Linked DNA regions of Arachis hypogaea: region 1 is linked to region 2. A link is a contact called in public Hi-C data. All regions are on one chromosome and are shown on one strand. The core of a region is the stretch at or near the end of the contact, and the rest is flanking DNA. Distances in the headings are between cores, read along the strand shown. Region 1 holds the start of LOC112707389 (CBS domain-containing protein CBSX5). Region 2 has its middle 4.8 kb from the start of LOC112708436.

Evidence for each region. Hi-C and Micro-C count contacts between places; a contact is called where the count stands out from the background.
Region 1: a Hi-C map of an unstated tissue shows a contact between it and region 2, with 5 times the contacts expected there. The contact joins the promoter of LOC112707389 here to the enhancer-like site in region 2. A contact is called at or near these places in 5 of 8 Hi-C or Micro-C datasets (leaf and an unstated tissue).

Annotation. Positions count from the first base shown.
Region 1 is chr8:39,279,424-39,283,947 of arahy.Tifrunner.gnm2.J5K5, forward strand. It overlaps LOC112707389 (CBS domain-containing protein CBSX5), which reads left to right and starts at 2,238. Exons shown (of 2, transcript XM_025759103.3): 1 at 2,238-2,785; 2 at 3,022-4,108. The coding sequence starts at 2,427. The coding sequence ends at 3,886.
Region 2 is chr8:39,210,200-39,214,746 of arahy.Tifrunner.gnm2.J5K5, forward strand. No RefSeq gene overlaps it. Among protein-coding and RNA genes, the nearest start is that of LOC112708436, 4.8 kb to the left of the region's middle. Within about 2 kb of position 1,257, at least 1 of the 3 cell types and tissues checked has open chromatin away from gene starts, as enhancers often do.

The DNA.
Region 1 (4,524 bases), core at 988-3,487, 70 kb after region 2:
ATTCATCACTAACCTACAAAAATAAAAGATTAACAGCTAGCTATCTATCAACAACTCTGTTAAATTATATATATATTAAATCCATAAATTTAATTTGAGTTAGTCTAGAACGGCCAGTATAATATCTGCTATTTGTTGTAGATATATATAGCTTGAAAATTACAAACAATAATGGAATCAGTTTGATTTCTTATTTCATATAGGAGTATCATTTAATTTTGTTGTTTCCTTCACTGAAAATTTTCTGAAATGTCCTTATATATAAATCTAGCAATTGAAGTGAAGTGTTAGAATGACAATTGAGAGAAGCGAGCAAGCTTAAAACTTTAATTTGCGTAGTATAATAATCTTCACCTATTTTAATGTAAGAAAAAAGATATGTCCACATCTTTTCTGCCTATAACTAGTGATGTATGTTACATTGTGTTTAGAAATATAAAGCTAAGGGTAGTATAATAATAAGGATAATATTAGAGAAATATATTTAGATGACACTTTTATTTCTTTTATTTATAAAATATATATACACTTTAGTTTATTTCACTAATATTCATCAATAATATTTATAATTATACATATAAATTAATGATAATTATTTGGTTGATTTAAATAATAATAATAATAATAATAATAATAATAATATAAAATATATTTATTATTATTACTATTATATAAATTTTATTTAATTTTAATATTTTTATCACATAATATAAAACTTTATAACTTTTTAAAAAATTTAATTAAATTTTTTTATATATTTCATAATTATTAATATAATAAATTTATTTATTTTTAATAGTTTATTATTAATTATAAAATAGAAAATTTTTTAATTAAATATTTTTTAAACAAGTTAAATATTTTATATTTTATCATTAAAAATAAATAAAATTATTTAACTAATAAAAAATATATTTTATATTATTATTTAAATCAACCAAATAATTATCACTAATTCATATATTTATATATATAATTATAATTATAAAGATAATTGATCGGTATTTTGGTAAAATAGACTAAAATATATATTATTTTAATTTTGCCATAGATAAGAGTATACATTTTATAAATAAAAAAAGTACTATTTAGATACAAAAATATTATTGCACATAAAAAATTAGTTATTATTATATATTTGTGTATAAAATATAGGAAAAGTCTAGGAGGGCAGTAATTTATGTGTTTTGTGGTCAGCACTTAATCATCAAAAGAAAAGTGAGTGATCTCCTATCATTGAATGTAATCTCACACCATTAAAAATACTATTGATGGCCAATTAATGATTACAAAACATAAAAGTTGCTAATCCCCTAACACTCATCTAAAATATATATAATATAATTTATTTTTAATATATATTTTATATTTTAATATATATTTTATAATAATAATTAATTTTAATAGATAAGTTTAATATTCTTTAAACATGGTTGATTGGGCCATCTTACAAACGAGAAGATTGTAATTTTCTCAAAATACTATTAAATGCCCTTTAATTAATGAAGCGATATAAAATAATGGAAATAATTTTCAATATCTTCATAGAGGAAAAATATAATCTAAAACAATGATATTCAATAAAGTAATAAATAAGTGGTTATTAATCCTTATTGAATTTATAAAATTTATCATGTATTAGACTTATAACTTTGATTTAAAAATAATTAGACTCTTATTTAAATTTCACTGTTCCAACTTAATTCTTTTATAGATTGCTATTATAATTGATAATTCAACAATAAATTTTGCATTAAAAATGTTAGATGTCGTCGTTGACAAAAATAATTAAGTTAAAATAACAAAGAAAAGAAGAACAAAATACCAATAATTAGGTTACTAAATTTTAAAATTTCTTTCATAATTTATTGTCCATTTAAAAAAATTCGGTAACATTGATTTTCTTACCAATTATATCTTTTTGCTTAGTATAACTTTTTTTTTTCAACCATATGAAATGTTTTTCTAGTATTACTAACATTTTTAAGATTAAGAGAGATTTTATAAATTAATTTTGCTTTTGATAATTTTAATGCTATTAAATTATTTTCTTGATTTATATTAGCCTTTAATAAATTTTGATACTTAATTAATACAAGAGGGATATACTTAATTAAACCCTTAAACAGAATTTCGATCAGCATCGTTGATAGACCAGGTTAAGAAATACATTAAAAAACCAAAATAAATAAACTAAATTCTTAGCTTAATTATAAAAAAAAAATTGAAATAATGATGTCAAAGTGAAAGTATTGATAGCGCGTTTATTCACCTCCCTTCCATTTTCCAAGTTGTGAACTTGAACTTGTCCTTCCTCCTATAAATACCAACACCTTTGTCTCACAGAACACACCATTTCCAACCACCACAAGCACCGCCTTACACCGCCACCACCACCGGAACCCCCTCGGAATCTGTTCATTTGCATGGCAGTGAGCTTTCTGCAGGAACGCGAGGTATCCGACCTCTGCCTTGGGAAACCACCGTTGAGGTCCCTCTCTGCTTCCTCCACCATCGCACACGCCTTGGCTGCTCTGAACAACTCGGAAGACAACTTCATCAGTGTCTGGACCTGCGATCATCGCAGCAAGAAGGAAGAAGAAGGAGAAGAAGAAGGAGGTGAGTGCTGTAGATGCGTTGGCAAAGTGTGCATGGTTGATGTTGTTTGCTTCCTTTCCAGGGAAGACAACCTCTTGTCTCCCTCTCAAGCTCTCAAAGCTCCTCTTTCTGTTATTCTCACTCAAGCTCCGCCTCGGATCGTCGTGCATCTAGAACCTTCTTCCACGTAACTACCTTTCTCTCTGCTCCAAATGTTAGACATCATATTTTTCCTTCAATTTTCTGAATCTGAAATTTTAACTCATAGTAGATAAAGTGAATTTAGATTTTAATTACTGAGGCTTGTTTACTATTGATCCTTTTTACTAATTAGTAAAATCTTGAACAACCTGAATCTGATGCTTTATTTTTTCTTGCTAAAACTTGAAATTTATTAACTTTTTTTTTTTGGGGTAAATATAGTTTACTGGAAGCAATTGATCTGATTCTCCAAGGAGCACAGAATCTTGTGGTGCCGATTATAGCAGCAACAAGAAAGAGTGGAATCTCAAGAAGAAAACAGATTCAGATTCAGAAATCATTGTCAACAAGCCACAATGGGCGTGAATTCTGCTGGATAACGCAAGAAGATGTGATTAGATTCCTACTTGGCTCCATTGGCCTCTTCACCCCTCTCCCTGCACTCTCTATTGACTCCCTCGGCATCATTTCCACCGATGTTCTTGCCATTGACTACTACTCCCCTGCATCCTCGGCGTTACCGGCGATTTCCAAGTCTCTGGCGGATCAAACTTCTGTTGCCATTGTTGATAGTGATGGCACCTTCATTGGGGAGATTTCGCCCTCTACTCTTGGTTGTTGTGACGAGACGGTTGCGGCCGCCATCGCCACTCTCTCCGCCGGGGACCTGATGGCCTACATTGATGGCGGTGGACCCCCGGAGGATCTTCTCAGAGTGGTGAAGGCCAGGTTGAGGGAGAAGAATTTGGAGAAAATGCTTCAAGAATTCATGATTTTGTCGCCTTTAGCTAGCGACGCTTCTTCGGCCTCATCTGCATCCTCGTCTGACGAGGAGTCCTCGTCGGCCAGAATGCGGATGAGGCCTGGCGGAAGGTACTCTAAATCGTCGAGCTACTCGGCGAGGATGGTGAGGAAGGCTGAGGCCATAGTGTGCCATCCAAAGAGCTCACTTGTTGCTGTGATGATTCAAGCAATTGCTCATAGAGTGAACTACTTGTGGGTTATTGAAGATGATTGCAGCTTAGTTGGCATTGTAACATTCTCAAATATGTTGAAAGTTTTCAGAGAACATTTAGAGACTATGTAAGAGGATTTAGGAGAATTGAGGGAATGTTTGGTGTCAAAGATTTTGGCTTTGGAATTAATGTTGTTGATATTATTAGAGAAAAAGCATAAATCATGTCTTATGAACATGGAGCTTCTTCGGTTGTGACTTGTGAATGTTGAGATGTTTGGCTAAGTGAGCTTTTGGTTCTGCTTTATTTTTCTTACTACTTCCTTTCTAATAAATTCCCTTTCAAACTCTGAATCTTCTTGTTTCAGTTTTCCTTTATACAACCTGTCTTTCGCCAATTTGATATGATACTTTAAAATTAAAAAATTACCATTTCAATAAAAATAATGTTGTGTAAAATATTTTACAATTTTTTTACATCAAAATTGATCTCTCTCATAAAACTACTGTCAATAATAACTATTCACTGTTGATAGAATATTTTTTGGGATCTAGATTTAGCCAATTCAATCCATACATAATTGTACTTAAGATCATGATTTAGAAGAGTTAGAGTTGTTGAACTATACTCAGGTGAGAGATTCTATTTCCCGGTAGAACCAAATGAGATTGATGCATGCATGGATGAGTAGAAGAAAAGCAAAGAGATATATGGAGAATTTTGGTTGTCAGAAATTGTGTGGTTAAGATTGAAGCACATGGCCAATTTT
Region 2 (4,547 bases), core at 7-2,506:
ATATTTTTCATTGAGGATTCAAACCTGGGTGCAGCTCCGAGCGACACAGATGATGCTGCTATTGATCCAAGGCCTTGGCTGCACGCACTCTCACACTTAATGTCAAGGGTTCTCATCTACTATTGGCCCAATCAAATTTCGAACCCAATCATAAAATGGACTCCATTGGAAATATAGAGCCCAAATGTATTTTGCATAAGGCTATGTAAATTATATCTACGCGTATTATTGAGGCCCGAGTTTTATTGTTGTTGTATGTTATCAACTTGTTATGTATGACAAAAAATAATGAACATATTACTAATTTACTATGCTGCATTTACACAAAAAGAAAACCCAAGCACATAGCATATAGTATATAGATATTAAATTTGGTATATCGCATATTTGCAGCTGCTTTTCTTAAAAAGATAAAAATAATTCTTTTAAATTAAAAATTAGGAAGCATTCTTAACAAAATTCAAACCAAGTCAGACTAAGTACTTAAAATATAGTAAATTATAGATTAAACTCAGATTAATTAACTACATTGTAAGACTGGCTTATTAAGAGTAAAATTTATAAGAGACTCTCACTGAAAATTTTCCATAAAATTAACAAATGTATGCCTCGTAGACCAATTAACAAATTAATTTAATTTTAATATATTTTTAGTATAAAACAGTTTTACACATACATCTAATTACGTATTGTCACGTTATAAAAAATAATTATTTTTTATATTGATTATATAAATGATCATCTAAAAAAATAGATGTGATTGAATGACAATTTAAAATATTAATACATTAAAATTAAATTCTTAATAAATACGTACTAACTTCTAAATGCCTTCCTTTCTTCATTTGTGTTGCTATTAGCATAGCTTATAATATTACTCTCATTTTTAAAATAGTTATCTCTTTTACTTTTTAAATTTATTAAAAAATAATTTTTTTCCTTTTCAAATTTTTAATGAATTTCAAAAGTAAAAAAGAAAAAACTTATTTTGTGAAGCGAGTAATTTGAAAAAGTAATAAATTATTCTATTTTTTTCAATTTTTTTGGCTGGGAAAATTTTTTCACCTTATATTTTCTTTGGAAGGCTTTTATATATATATATATATATATATATATATATATATATATATATATATATATTATTTTTCTTTTCTTGGTGGGCGGAGGAGGTCAAGACTCAAGCTTATACTCATATTTTGGGTCAAAACGTCGTTTTTCTTGTGTCCTTTGGAAACTCCAGTAATTATTATTTTGGAGTCCAGCCCATGGAAAAGGGCTTACATTGGTGTCTAAAAGTCCAAAATGGAAACACGAGGTGCATGCATTTGCATTCTGCCACACTTTTCTTCACTTATTTGAGGCGCTCTTTAATAGAGTGGATCCTCTCTCCGGTAGACAAAAAAATTTAATACTGTCTAGTATTTAATTTTATCTTTTATTATTTTTTATTTATTTTTATCTTATTTATAAAATTAAACGTGAGAGATTATACTTCATTCTCTTAAATATTAAAAAAATAGAAATGATCTATTTCCACTCCTTAACGACATTTATAAATAAAATTTTGAGTAAATAGTCAAAATCGTCCCTGAAAGATACCCAATCTCTATTTTGGTCTTCGAGAGATAAAAATAATCAAAATCGTCTCTGAAAGATACACGATTGATCACGTTAGTCCTTCCGTTAGTTGGATGATGACGTGTCACGTTAAGTGCCACGTGGCATACGATGACGTGGATGGCTAATGCCACGTGTCAAAAGATAATTGGTTGACATGTCAGATCACTGACACCTGGCATGCCACGTGGCATTTGACATGTAAAAAAGTTATTTATAATCAAAATAGTCCTTGAAAGATACCCCATAAGTCATTTTCATCCCTGAAATTTTAAAAATTAATCAAATTAGTCCTTATATAAGTTTTTTTTTTATTTTTTCTTGATAATATTAAATTTAAAATATTTTTTGATACTACTAATTTTAATAGAAATTTAATTGACAATTAAAAAATTAGTAATTGTATCTTTTCTTCTTAAAAATTTTTTCAATAAAATTACTCTCCCTTAATTCTTCTCAAAATCTCTATTATTCTTTTCTATTCTAAAACTTTTTTTACATTACTATTACATTTTGCTAGAATATATATATACTCAAAAGTCAAAATATTGAAAGTCAAAATTCAAGAAGATCCACAAATTTTGCTTCAATTTCAAACTTTACAAAATATTAAAAATTTGTTGCTTAATTATTATTATTATTATTATTATTATTATTATTATTATTATTATTATTATTATTATTATTATTATATATGCTAAACGAATTGCTTCTTAAGCTATTACATGCAATTATCATAATAAATTTTTGTGTGTTTCATATGTTTGAGATAGATTATATAATTTTTCTTTTAATATCACTACCATTACATCCTATATGTAAATAATACCGTAATGGAAAAAAATATGTAGTAAAAAAAAATAGTGGTATAACTTTGTTTAAGTTAACATACATAAATTTTGATTTTAAGCATATAACTTTATTTAGGTTAACAAATACATTCATTTCAATTTTGAGTATATATATATATATATATATATATATATATATATATATATATATATATATATATATATATATATATATATATTTTTTTTTTTCCAGCAAAATGTAATAATAATGTAAAAAAAAGATTTTAGAATAGAAAAGAATAAGAGAGATTTTGAGAATAATTAAAGAAGAGAGATAATTTTATTGAAAAATTTTTTAAGAAGAAAAGATACAATTACTAATTTTTTTTATTGTCAATTACATTTCTATTAAAATTAGTAGTATCAAAAAATATTTTAAATTTAATATTATTAAGAAAAAAAACTTATATAAGGACTAATTTGATTAATTTTTAAAATTTCAAGGATGAAAATGACTTACGTCTGAACTTTGAAGGACTATTTTGATTATAAATAACTTTTCTACATGTCAAGTGTCACATGGCATGCCACGTGTCACTGACCTGACACGTGGCATGTCAGATGTCACTGATTTGACACGTCAACTAATCATCTTGTGACACGTGGCATTAGCCCTCCACGTCATCATATGCCACGTGGCACTTAACGTGACATGTCATTATCTAACTGACGGAAGAATTAATGTGACAAATCGTGTATCTTTCGGGGACGATTTCGATTAACTTTATCTTTCGAATGGATGATTTTGATTAACTTTATCTTTCGAGGACCAAAATGGAGATCGGGGTATCTTTCAGGGACGATTTTGGATATTTACTCATAAAATTTTAATAGAATGTTCTTAGGTATTATATCACGGTCATCATTAAATTCAATTAGATTTATAGATTTACACAAATTTTTAAGTAATGAATTTAAAAAGTAATTATTTTTATTGAGATATAATACATAATTAAATGTTATATAAAAATTAAATCCTTAAACATATATTATAATTTTTTTATTCTTTTAATGAATGGTCTTAGCCTAATCCTTTTGTCCAAATTATACTAATATATACTCTTTGATTGTATTCTCAAATAAGTGTTCATTTTCAATATTTTTCATTTACAAATTTTTGTCCAATTAACAAATTAACATAATATTATTGTAATTTTTTAACCAAAACCTTGAACTAATGGACGAGAGAGTATAAAATTAGTAAATTATTAAAAAGGAGTGCATGCCAGTTAAATTATTATTGCAACATGTTTCACGTTTAAATTAAAATAATTCATTTTAGTAAGTAATTTCAAACTCTAAAGTAAACGTTGCTTTTACTTGCATTGGGCTCAATATATTATTTAAGTGTGAAATTAAGACAACTTGCATTCACGTTCTTGCTTTCTTTCCTTAAAGTAGCCATTCTTTTATACTTTCTAAGCAGCACACTAGTTTCATATTAATATTACATAGAGTAAGTGTACAATGGTAAAAGGACAAAGTGTATGTTTAATTACTCATATCGAAGCATGCATGTGTAGTGTGCTAATAACCTATCAAAGGAATTGGTAAGTAGTTTGATCTCTAGGTTCCAGGACTGAGCATTCTTCGAGCTATGTTATGCATGAGAATTAAGAATGAAACGAGTTAAAATATAGTTTTTTATTACTCATGGTCTCGTGGATAATAATAGAGTGGATTCTATACCGAATAAAGTATGATTTGGTGAAGTTAAGTAGTGTAAAAATCTGCCACTACCAACTTATTGCCATCTCTAATGAGAATATAGTGTTATAGAAGTTGAGGTAGGCTTGTATTCCTTTGGTTTATTTCCTTTTATTTAGTTTCTAGTCAACAAAAAAGATTGAATAGTTTTTATAGATGTTTTGATATTTTTTAGGGTTTTTTTTTTAATGTTCAATACAAAAATTGAAATATATATTAACAAAAATTGAAATATATATTAACAAAAATATTATGTACATACTAAAAATCAGTCATTAAATTAATTATTACGTATTTATATATAAATATATATTGTTTAAATTATTTTTAAAAATTGCCGCTAAACTGCAGATGGCGGCTGTTTTTAAAACC